Regions from separate parts of the Pan troglodytes genome. Here region 1 is linked to region 2. A link is a contact called in public Hi-C data. All regions are on one chromosome and are shown on one strand. The core of a region is the stretch at or near the end of the contact, and the rest is flanking DNA. Distances in the headings are between cores, read along the strand shown.

What was found. A called contact is a pair of places that touch in the nucleus more often than the background predicts.
Region 1: a contact with region 2 is called in a Hi-C map of stem cell-derived neural progenitor cells, with 2.3 times the contacts expected there. The contact joins the enhancer-like site here to the promoter of ETV1 in region 2. A contact is called at or near these places in 1 of 7 Hi-C or Micro-C datasets (stem cell-derived neural progenitor cells) and 1 of 1 datasets of contacts at active chromatin or transcription factors (stem cell-derived excitatory neurons).

What each region holds. Positions count from the first base shown.
Region 1 is chr6:20,006,695-20,012,518 of NHGRI_mPanTro3-v2.0_pri, forward strand. The region is part of intron 23 of DGKB (diacylglycerol kinase beta); the gene reads right to left. The region is part of intron 1 of LOC107975707 (a long non-coding RNA gene); the gene reads left to right. Among named protein-coding and RNA genes, the nearest start is that of ETV1, 200 kb to the left of the region's middle. Within about 2 kb of position 3,822, at least 6 of the 24 cell types and tissues checked have an H3K27ac peak or open chromatin away from gene starts, as enhancers often do. A contact at or near this core is called in stem cell-derived neural progenitor cells, where this site is marked.
Region 2 is chr6:19,802,483-19,808,077 of NHGRI_mPanTro3-v2.0_pri, forward strand. It overlaps ETV1 (ETS variant transcription factor 1), which reads right to left and starts at 4,041. Exons shown (of 14, transcript NM_001280329.1): 1 at 4,013-4,041; 2 at 1,692-1,823; 3 at 770-857. The coding sequence starts at 1,736.

The DNA.
Region 1 (5,824 bases), core at 2,572-5,071, 200 kb after region 2:
ACAGAATTGGTGATTTTGATACTGTCACTGTGTTCTGAGTGGTGACTGGGTTACCTTTGCTCCAGTCAATGTTACAGCTGAAGAAAAGTCTGTTGAAATGCACCATGAGGCTTTGAGTGAAACTCTTCTGGGGGACAAAGGGGGCTTCAATGTCAAGGATGTGCAAGTCAAAGATGTTCACTGTGCCACCGTTGCTGATGACAGCAAAAATGACCCACCAATGGAAACAAATGACTTTCTTACTCAGGTGACTATTCTGCACCAAACAGGCTAAGTCAGTGATGGCTATGTCCCTGTACTGGATTGTCACACAGTTCACATTGCTTGCCAGTTTGCTGAGCTGAAGGAAAAGATTGATTGCCAGTCTGGTAAAAAGCTGGAAGATGGCCCTAAATACTGGTGATGCTACCATTGTCGATATGGTTCCTGGAAAGCTCCTGTGTTGAGAGCTTTTCTGACTATCCTCTGAGTCATTTTCCTATTTGTTCTATGAGACAGATAGTCACTGTGGGTGTCATCAAAGCAGTGGACAGGAAGGCTGCTGATGGTGGAAAGGTCACCAGAGTTGGTGAGGAAGAAATAAAAGGCATCCAAACTGGGAAGAAGGTAGTCAAATTGTCCCTATTTGTAGATGGTGTAATATTTTACATAAAGAAAACTGTAAAGACTCCACCAAAAACTAGTCAAACTGAAAAACAAATTCACTAAAATTGCAGGATACAAAATCAACATACACAAATCAGTAGCATGTCCATAGGATAATAGTGAACTCGCTGAAAAAGAATTTTTAAAACTTTCTTTTACCATAGTTACATAAAAAACTAGATACCTAGGAATATATTTAACCAAGGAGGTGAAAGATCTCTACAATAAAACTGTAAAACTTTGATGAAATAAATGGAAGAGGACACAAATAAATGGAAAGACATATTATATTCATGAATTGGAAGAATTTTTTTTTAAATGGTCATACTACCCAAAGTGATCTACAGATTTAATGCAATTCCTGTCAAAATAACTATAATATTCTTCAGAGCAGCAGTCCTCAATGTTTTTGGCACCAGGGACTGGTTCATGGATGACAGTTTTTCCACAGACCAGCCACAGGGTTGGGAGGTGGTTTTGAGATGATCCAAGTGCATTACATTTATTGTGCACTTTATATTATTAGCACTTTATTCATATTATTACATTGTAATATATAGTTATATATTATTTCATTATGTATTACAATGTAATAATACAACTCACTATAATGTTGAGTCAGTGGGACCCCTAAGCTTGTTTTCCTGCAACCAGATGATACCATCTAGGGGTGATGGGAAACACTGACAGATCATCAGGTGTTAGATTCACATACAGAGTGCTCAACCTAGATCCCCTGCATGCGCAGTTCACAATAGGGTTTGCACTCCTATGAGAATCTAATGCAGATGCTGATTTGACAGGAGTCTGAGCTCAGGCGGTAATGCGAGTGATGGGGAGCAGCTATAAAATACAGATGAAGCTTCACTCTCACCTGCTGCTCACCTCCTGCTACGCGACCCAGTTCCTGATAGGCCACAGACCCATATGCCTGTTTGTGGCCTGGGGGTTAGGGACCCCTGCTTCAGAGAAATAGAAAAAACACAACAACTATAAAATTCCGTAGAACTACAAAATACCCTAAATAGCCAAAGACATACTGAGCAAAAAGAACAAAGTGGAAGGGATCACACTACCTGACTTCAAAATACAGTATTATACAAAGATATAGTAACCAAAACAACATGGCGCTGGCACAGAAACAGACACATAGACTAATAGAATAGAATGGAGAGACCAGAAATACATTCAACACCTACAGCCAACTGATTTTTGACAAAGATGCCAAAAACACACATTGGGGAAAAAGTAGTCTCTTCAATAAATGGTGCTAGGAAAATTCAATAATCACATGCAAAAGAATGAGACTAGACCCTGACTCATGTTATGTACAAAAATCAACTCAAAATGAATTAAAGATTTAAATGTAAAGTTTGAAACTATGAAACAACTAGAAGAAATCACAGAGAAAATGCTTTATGATGTTAGGGTGGGCAAGGACTTTTTAAATAAGATCTCAAAAGCACAGACAACGAAAGCAAAAAGAGACAAATGGAGTTTCATTGAACTAAAAAGCTTTTGAAGAGGAAACTATTCACAGAGTAAAGAGATAACCTAGAAAATGGGAGAAAATATATGTAGACTATACTTCTAACAAGGAGTTAATATAGAGAATATATAAAGGAACATAAACAACTCAATGGGAAAAAAACCCCCAAATACCTCATTTTAAAAATGGGCAAAAGACTTTAATAGACATTCTCAAAAGAAGACATACAAATGGCCATTAGTTATATGAAAAAAATGCTCAATACCACTAATCATAAAGGAAATGTAAATGAAAACCACAACGAGATGTTACTTCATTCCAATTAGACTGGTGGTTATCAGAAAGACAAAAGAAATCAAGTGCTGGTAAGGTTGTGGAGAAATGGGAACACTTATATGCTGTTGGTAGCAATATATACTAGTACAACCATTATGGGAAACAGTATGGAGGTTCCCCAAAAATAGTCAAAATAGAATTAACATGTGATCTAGCAATTCCACTACTGGATGTATAGCCAAAGGAAATGGAATCAGCACGTCAAAAGAGATATCTGTACTCTCAACTTCTGTAGCACTATTTATAATAGCCAATATATTGAATCGACCTAAGTGTCCAACAGTGGATGAATGGATAAAAAATGTGGCAAATATACACCGTAGAATATTATTCAGCCATAAAAAGAATAAAATCCTGTCATTTGTGACAACATGGATGAACCTGGAGGACACCGTGTTAACCGAAATAAGCCAGACACAGAATGATAAATACCACATTATCTCACTCATTTTTAGATATGGAATAGTAAAAATAATTTTTAAATATAACAATTAAGAAGATAAGAATTTGGTACATAAATGGATTAACAAGAGTCATTTAAAAAATCTAGCAGTGTGAAATGTTGCATTCCCTGTTGAAATCTAAAAATGAGGGGTTAATATATGTTATATTATGTTATATATGTATACAGAAATACATATATTCTGTTATATATATATACAGAAATACATATATTCTGTTATATATGTATACAGAAATACATATATTCTGTTATATATGTATACAGAAATACATATATTCTGTTATATATGTATACAGAAATACATATATTCTGTTATATATGTATACAGAAATACATATATATTCATAGTGGAAGCCTGACTTTAAAAAGAACTTTTCAAGAATGGATTTGATCATCTCTTTTAAAGTCATCTAGTTTTTGAAAACAACCAGCCGGAGCTGACTATCACTTTGTTTTTATGCTAAAATTCTGAACTCCTTTAAACGAGTCTAAAATAAGGAAAGACCAGAAATCACAGTACAGCATATTGTCAACAACCTCTCTATAGCGACCAAAGGAGTTCAGGGCCTGCAAGTCACTGTGTGATAGTGTACTTGAAAAGTCATCTACACCACAGGAACGCAACCAAATAAATAAGTATTTCACCGACAAAACCCATAGAGAAAGAGTTTAAAGACTTCCCACGGCAATCCATTGCTGCCACTGGCCATGTGTATTATCAGTAAATGTAAATGGAGTTTATGAGGATCAACTAGTGGTGAATATGAACACTGCTGCTTCTGGGTTCTTGAAGCAGTTTGTTCTCGTTAAGCTTTGTGAAGGGACTGAAGGCTTTCCCTTGTTTTCTGTGTGAATGAGCCGTTAGTGTGTGTGGGAATGTTTTCACAGCAGCATGCCTCTTCTGCCCTTTTCTATCAACTGAGCTACTTCACGTGTCTCCTCATATTAGTGCCATCGCTAAACAAAGCAAGCGCTCATGAATGAAGGCTGATGTCAGCAAATTCTGAATAGCTTCTGGAGGGGCATCCTGCACCCTAACACTGATGCCAGCTAAGGGGATGAAGTCACCAGGGAGATCACCCACTCTTATTCTCCTAAGAACTGAGCAGTTCCAGCAATGAAAAGCAATACAAAGCAAACAAACAAATATTCAGATTAAAATGCGATGTAATACAGGGCAGTGCCAACATTACTTTACATATGACTACACGGTCTTTACACTAAATATCCAGAAGTACTGTGAAAATCAGTTATTTTCTTGAAATATATCATAAACTATAATGAGATGTTTCTATGGTCCCTTTATTTTAGTTTCAGTGAAACATGAAAAACACATACAAATAACATTTTAGAAACATGGTAGTACATTTGAACTCACTTATAAACTTAATAATGCTGAAAATTAAAATAAGGACAGAACATGATGATGAGGAAAAGTGATTTACAGTAAACATTTCCTTGTAAAACAGAACTGTTTCTGGTATCCAATTTACCCTGGTTGCATGTAAGTCTTACGTGCTTAGCAAGAGATTGAAAGACTTTATAATATTTGAGGTTATTGTGCATAAAACCATTGCTGGTCAGAAGTAAATCTTACTGTCTTGGCAGTTTGTCTTCAGAGAATAGGCTACATGACTAAATAGAATTAAATCTCAGCAACCTTCATGTAGAACTGTTTGTTGCCGAAAAATATAGGATTATATCATGACGTCTGGTGACTTGCCAGAGAACCCTTGAAAACCTGCTGAGTTCAAGGCTCTGCACAACAGGAATGTCATAGTTTCTGCTTAGAACAGTGTGTGTATTTAAGGAGTTTTGCTGTTAATGCAGGACTAAGGACCCCTCACTCATGAACTGAGACAGGGACTGTTATTGTCAAAAGCACTAAACACACTTTCCTCATTGCCTCACCATTTAAAGATGAGCAGTTTTTGACTCATGCCTCAAAGAAAGAATTATTCTAGTCATAAAAGCCTGCTAAAGTTTTCTTTTTTAAAGCTTATAAACAGACTGCGGGCAGATTGACCTTCATATCTAATAAGCTAACTGTTAACAAGTTAGTACAGTTTAGTATACACCTCAATACTTCTATTTTCTATATTTTTCTCCTCCCCCCACACTCCCTTTCTTTTGAAGTAATTTTATTTCATGACCTTATGTCTACAGAAAAAGAATTATATTACTGTCTTGGATTACTAAATTGAATTAATGTTGACATAAATAGTTTTATTTGGATGGAATTTTAAAATTAATTCCATTTGTAAATAGCCATAAGAAATACAATCTCCTTTGTCATTTCGATCACAAAGTAGCAGAGAAATCTCTTCCACACATAAAATCACTTAGAAGAGAGAACTTGCAACTTACTACAGTATAAGAGATTTTCAGTATCTAGTCACCTTATGACTCATATTAATCATGTACTGACAAGTTTCCAAAGAGCTTGAATTAAAAAAAAATAAGCCCTTGTATATAGACATGTTGAAGGACTTAGATAAGTACAAAAATCTCTGTGAAAAAGTTTTCATTGATGTTTTAAAAAGCGTGTTATTTTATCTTTACAAAGGAACTGCACTAACACTAATCTAGCTTTTGGAAAATACAGCAACATTCATGACTAATCGTAGTGTGAAAGGTAGAAATGGACATGAAAAGTATCATCACCTCTAGCAACACTTGAAACCCTAAGAGAGGTTCAAATGCAAACTTTCAGATTTTCAACACTGAAAAACCAAGGACTTTATCTTCCCTTTCAAGGAGTTGCTTTGTGGGGCGGGGGAAACCAAAACCTCTTTTGTAATACAAACTTTGCCAATATATCTGATTCTTTTTCTACCTCCTCTTAGAAGAGATATACCCCCTTTTTAATAGTTTAAAAATACTATTGCAGT
Region 2 (5,595 bases), core at 2,791-5,290:
GGAGGGAGGTATTTAAATAGTATGAAGATTTGAGGAAGTTTCAGAATTCAGTATATCTAATTAAAATTGCCAACTAAACTTTGATAATTAAATCTAAGTATATTAAGTTTATTATGAATGTCCTCATGGCTAAAATAATTTGTAACATACTGACATCCTAGCAACAGTTCATAAAAAGAATCTGCAAACTAATTTCCCAAATAGTATTATAATTATTAAGGAGGCCTTAAGTATGATTCAGTGAACACATTATGGTCGATAAACAAGGTATTATGACCTCACAATTTAGTCATCAAAATCACCCTTGAAAATTCTGTTAATAGTAGATGGTTTTAGTGTAAAGGAGGTGGGAAACCAAACAATCACTAATACTGTTTAACTTGTAATAAAGGAGAAAGAAAAAAGTAAGCAGTGTACATAGCTGCTGAATTTGTCCCACTGTATTGGATATTTTTAAATTGTTATCTTAGTGAATGGGGTGAGTTATATGCCACATGGACAAAGGTATTTAAACACAGAACAATGATTAAAAGAAGGTTGTCATTGAGAAGTTTTTATTTCCTTCTTTCATTACTTTGTGATAGGACCATAAAATAGTCTCCCATGCAAACTGCCACATTATGTAAATCGTTCCAAGTTAAAGTCTTAGTTAAATTCAGTAATTTCAAAGTTTATTATTTTTAAGATAAGACTGAAGTGCTCCTTTTCTTTTAGCAGGGTGGAGAGTGTAGGTAAAAAAATGGGGATTCAGCCCAAAATCAAACCTCACCTTCTGAATCATGAGCCAGATCTCTGTTAATGAATTTTCTTTTCCTGACATTTGTTGGTTTCTCGTTACAATTTCTCCCACGCTGACTCTACAAAGGGAAAGATAAAATCCTTTAAAAGAATGTAAACCTCAGATCACACACACGCACACGCGCGCGCACACACACACACACAGACATGCATACATAAGTCTAATGGATCTTCTCTGAATAGAAAAATAGAAGTCCATAGTATCAACTCTAATATTCATTTTCTCACTTATTTGACAGTGAAAGCTTATGTTAAGCAGGCAGGGAGAGTTGCTTCCCAGTGCCGATCTTAGCACATTACTATTTATCAATCATATATTCATGGTATCTCAGCATCAAAACAACCTGAAGCATTTACACTTAAAGTTGTTTTTAGGCTGGTTCAATGCTAGATTAAAACAGTGGGTTTTATTCTCTCTTGGACAGCCCCTCCTCCCCACCCCACCCCCACAAAAAAAAAAGCAAAAAGAGTAGAGAAATGAAAAAAAAAAAAAAGAGAAAATGAGAAAAAAAAAAAGAAACAAAAACACCCCATATAAACAAAAAGTGTCAGCATTTGTCTCAACTTCATTCTTTTCAATGTGGCAGACAAACCCAGCCAAAAACTTTGAGTGCAGCAGCTGCTGCTGCCCTCCATCTCCTCTTCCACTCATGTTGGGCACTTTAATCAGAAAAAGGGGTCTTAAAAACAAAACTATGCCTTATCCAAATCACTGAAAGGTAAGCTCATTTTGAAGACTGGGCTTCTAGAAGCAGAGTCGCCCTACAGTGGCAACAAAGCAGATAAGTATCTGCAATCCCAACCCCCGTGCCCCCTCCCTTCTCATTTTCTCCCTCTCCCCACCCCCGACGGAGTCAAGTTTATAAACAGCAACTTTCAAACTGATCACTCACATTGGTGACCATGTAAGGCACTTGCTGGTCATAAAATCCATCCATGCTGCTGCTCTTCGCAAATCTCAGCTCAGTATTTTATATTTTGAGCATTTAGCTGGAGATTTCCTCAGGATCTGGACTTCTATCAACCTAGAGGGGAACAAGATGGCTTTTAGGCTTAAAAAAAAAATCATGAATGAAGCTCTTGAATTTGCATAGCTAATTACCCTCCGACAGTCCCATTCACAAAAATAACCCTCCCTACACCGCCTCCTTCACCTGGATCCAAAGAGAGCCAACAGAGTTCACAATTTACATATTTTCGGTAGTAGCAAAAATCCGAACAAGAGGCGATGTATTTATTTACACTCTCGATGTTTCCCTGCGCGGTCGGTGTACCCCGGGCAGCTCTGATTCGCAAACGTGTGCAAAACTAGCAATGGCGATCAACGAGACTTGCTTTGCACCTAACGGGACTAAAGAGACGGAGACACCTCTTTCATCAGGATAGTTTTTGCGACCCACAACCATGCAATTATCTGGAGAGACATAAAAAGTTGTTGGAAAGACCCACCTGAAGGCCACGCTAGGCGAAAGGCTGCAAAAACTTCCCTCCAAATTTAATAAAAACATTAATTATAGCCCAGCACTTCCCCCTTGGAAGCCGAAAGCGCCTCTGACAGAGCTCAATTCGGTGGTTTTTCCTCTACTTCTCCTCCAGGGGCCTCCAATCCAAACTGATGGATCGCTGCCTCCCATTGGCTCCGCGTCTCTTTCACAAGATCAGATTTCGGGCTGTCAATCAGGCGGCTTGCTGCCCCTTCCCGCGGGTCTCCCTCGCCCCTCTGCCCTAGGGGGTGCTCGGCCGGTAGGCGCTGGGTCCTCAGCCTGGAAGCGCCACGGAGAGACTCGATTTCCTCTGTAACCCGCTGCTTATTGTTAAGGCGCCTGGGGATACTGAAACCGTGTGTTTCGAGTCGCCAGTTCCCATTATTGGGGTGTTAGGTCCACTATTGGGCTGGTTTCCTTAAAGTACTGTTGTGCGGTTCTGGTATACCCTTAGAGCCGCGATCCACAAAGCCTGTACCGCCTTATTCAGCTGCCCTCCCCTCAGGATCTCCAACCCCTCTACTCTTGCCGTGACTAGGAGCTCACCTCGCTCTCTATCCTCATTCCCACTCAGCTTTTGGCCCAATTTATTTTCCCGTTTTTCAAAACCCACCATCACCATTATGGTTTATCAAAACATTTTTTAAACAGTCATCCTCAACTAAAATTAGATCCTATCGTTCGTGGGACAGAAACATAAAGAATCTATAAGGAAGGCACCTAGGAGATGCAGAATTGCTGATTAGCAGAGGTTGTGATGGGAGGATAACAGAGCAAGCTAGGTGAAAAAGTATAAGTCAAAATGGTCCCTACGTGTGCACTGGGAAAAGGTACTTCCAGTCCACTGTGGCTGTGGGGAGTAGGAGGGAGGGCTTGGGGTTGCTCGTAAATCCTAGGACCCGCACGTTTCCTGAGCTTTTGTTATGTATACACGGAGGCGGAGGGTGTCACTTACTGTACTTGACGCTTTCACTTCCTCTCCAGCTTTTAAACAGCCAGAGCCCAGGGTTGGGGGCGAGCGGTGGGATGGCTCGGGTTTCAAGGACAATAACTAGGACGTTAAGCAGTGAGGGCTGCATCTCTGAAGCCACTTGCCCTGATCCTCCTATGGGACTCAGAACAGTAAAGCGTCACTTTAAGGAGCCAGTGTCCAACAGCGGACGGGAGGCCGCGGGGATAGGACCAGGGACTCAATGCTGTTGAAATTCATTTGTGACCAGAACTAGTGACCAAAAGACGTTTCCGGCAGCTGTTCCGCCCGTTAGGAAACGTGCTGCAGTTCTCAATTTCTATTTGAAAGTTTCCTTCTTTAAATAGAACGTTATGGAGACACATTAAAATGGAGTGTAAGAGCGCACAGCACTCAACCCCGGACCTGGGCAGGAGAAAGATCTACTTAAAAAAGAAGCAAACAAACAAACAATCAACACTTATTACTGGGAAAACAACCAATAACTATGGACAGCAAAGACAGACCCCGCGCATTCCCTGAAACTACTAAATCGGAGTTCACAACGCGCGCACCTATAAGCATTTTGAGCGGGAACTGCATTTTAACCCCGGCCAAGGAGAGCTTCCAGGAAGCGCCTGGGCCCCGAGGCTGAACAGTGAAGCTCATGGGTACTATCTGAGGGTGCAACCAAGCAGGGGGTCAATAACAAGGGTCCTCCACCACCCTGCACTCCTGGAATAACCCAGCGCCTGTAATCTGAGCAACAGTTTCCAAAGACCTTCTCTGCAGCCCGAGCCTGACGGGTATCCAGGGTAACCGCGAGGGGGCGGAGCTTCGGGTTAGGTCCCGGCGAGGTTCTTCCCGCAGCCAATAACGAGCCGTAAATCCCCAGCCCATTGTTGTTTATTGCTGACCCCTCAGCGCTCCGCTAGGAGATTGGCCGCTTTAGGGAAGGGGGCGGAGTCCCGCCCGCCCCAACAGCCACCTTTCGTCTCCATTCACAAAATTCCGGCCCTTCTTGGTCACGTGGTTGGGGGCGTGGAGGGGTAGAGGAAATGACACACAACAAAGGCCCAAGTATCCCAAACCACAAAACTTTTTTCAGCTCGCTGCCTCCTCTTTGTCCTGTCCCTGAAACAGATACTAGATGAGGAAAAAGAGGTTGGGGTCTGGGAGTAATAACAAGAGAGAAAAAAATTAAGACCGAAATTAAAGGAAGGCTCACGTGGGGATAATTCCGGCGTGCACTGCTTAGACAGCTTTTGCACTAGAGGAGAGAAAGAATTGAGAGTGGGGAGAAAGTCTTAAGGACTGGGAACTTTTGCTTGCTGCTTCAAGTCATTGCTTTTAAAGGTGCAAACTGTTCGACTGTAGATGGATTTCAGTTTTTTCACTTAACATTCTGTAATTTTCATTTCTACCTTTTTTTGTATCCCACAGTGTCTTGTTAGTTTTTTAAAGCTTTTATGTATTATTAGTATTATATATTTTTAGGAATATTGATGGTTTTCGCTGGCTGATAGTTTTAGTTTCCATTTCCAAAGACTTCTCACTCCTTCCCAGGCCCCCATAAGCTCTGCGCCCCTTCTTCCTCCCTTTAGTGGACTGGCACTCTCAGGCGCTGCGCTGTTAGCCTCAGATTTTACTACGTATTGCGGTGGCTTCATATTTTCCCTTTGGAGTTCTTTAAATGAACTCATATCTTTTAACTCTTTGATCTTCATAGTAACTGAAAATGATGTTCTCGTGTGAATAAGCAGCTAGTCTCGCTACAGCTCGGTTTTGTTGAAACAGCCTAAAATTTTGAGATAAATGTGTCCCTCTTGCCTGTGAACGATTGAACCACCCTCTTTTCTTTCTCCCACTTTCTCTTCTGTCTTTTCTCTGCATTGATACTTACTGAAACACTATCTCTTCTGTCCTTTCTATGCCTTGATACTCAGTGAGACACTAGCTTCTAGTTTGGCAGTTGTTTATCTTCTATGCTTGGCACTGGGAAAAACCAATAGACCCAGTTGCTGAAGACAGTGGAAGGGCTGAAAATTTGTTTTTCAGAAAATGTAAGATCTTGGAAAATATCTGCAAAGGCAGCTGTTCTGTCTACAAGACAGGAACATAAAAAGCTGGACAAAGTTTCCACTACTTTTTGAGAATGTCTTTAAAACATCAGTTTAGTAAATGCCAGTCCTTTTGAACGGAAAATTTCATTTTGGCAGGATTTCAGGCATAGAATGGCAGCGCAGAGGCCAAGAGGCTTTGACATTTATTTACTTGTATTTTGAAATCCCATTTGGATTTTGAAATAAGAGTTCTTGAGAGAAAGCTACCCCCCTCCAAAAAGAAGTCCATTTTTGAGTTTGG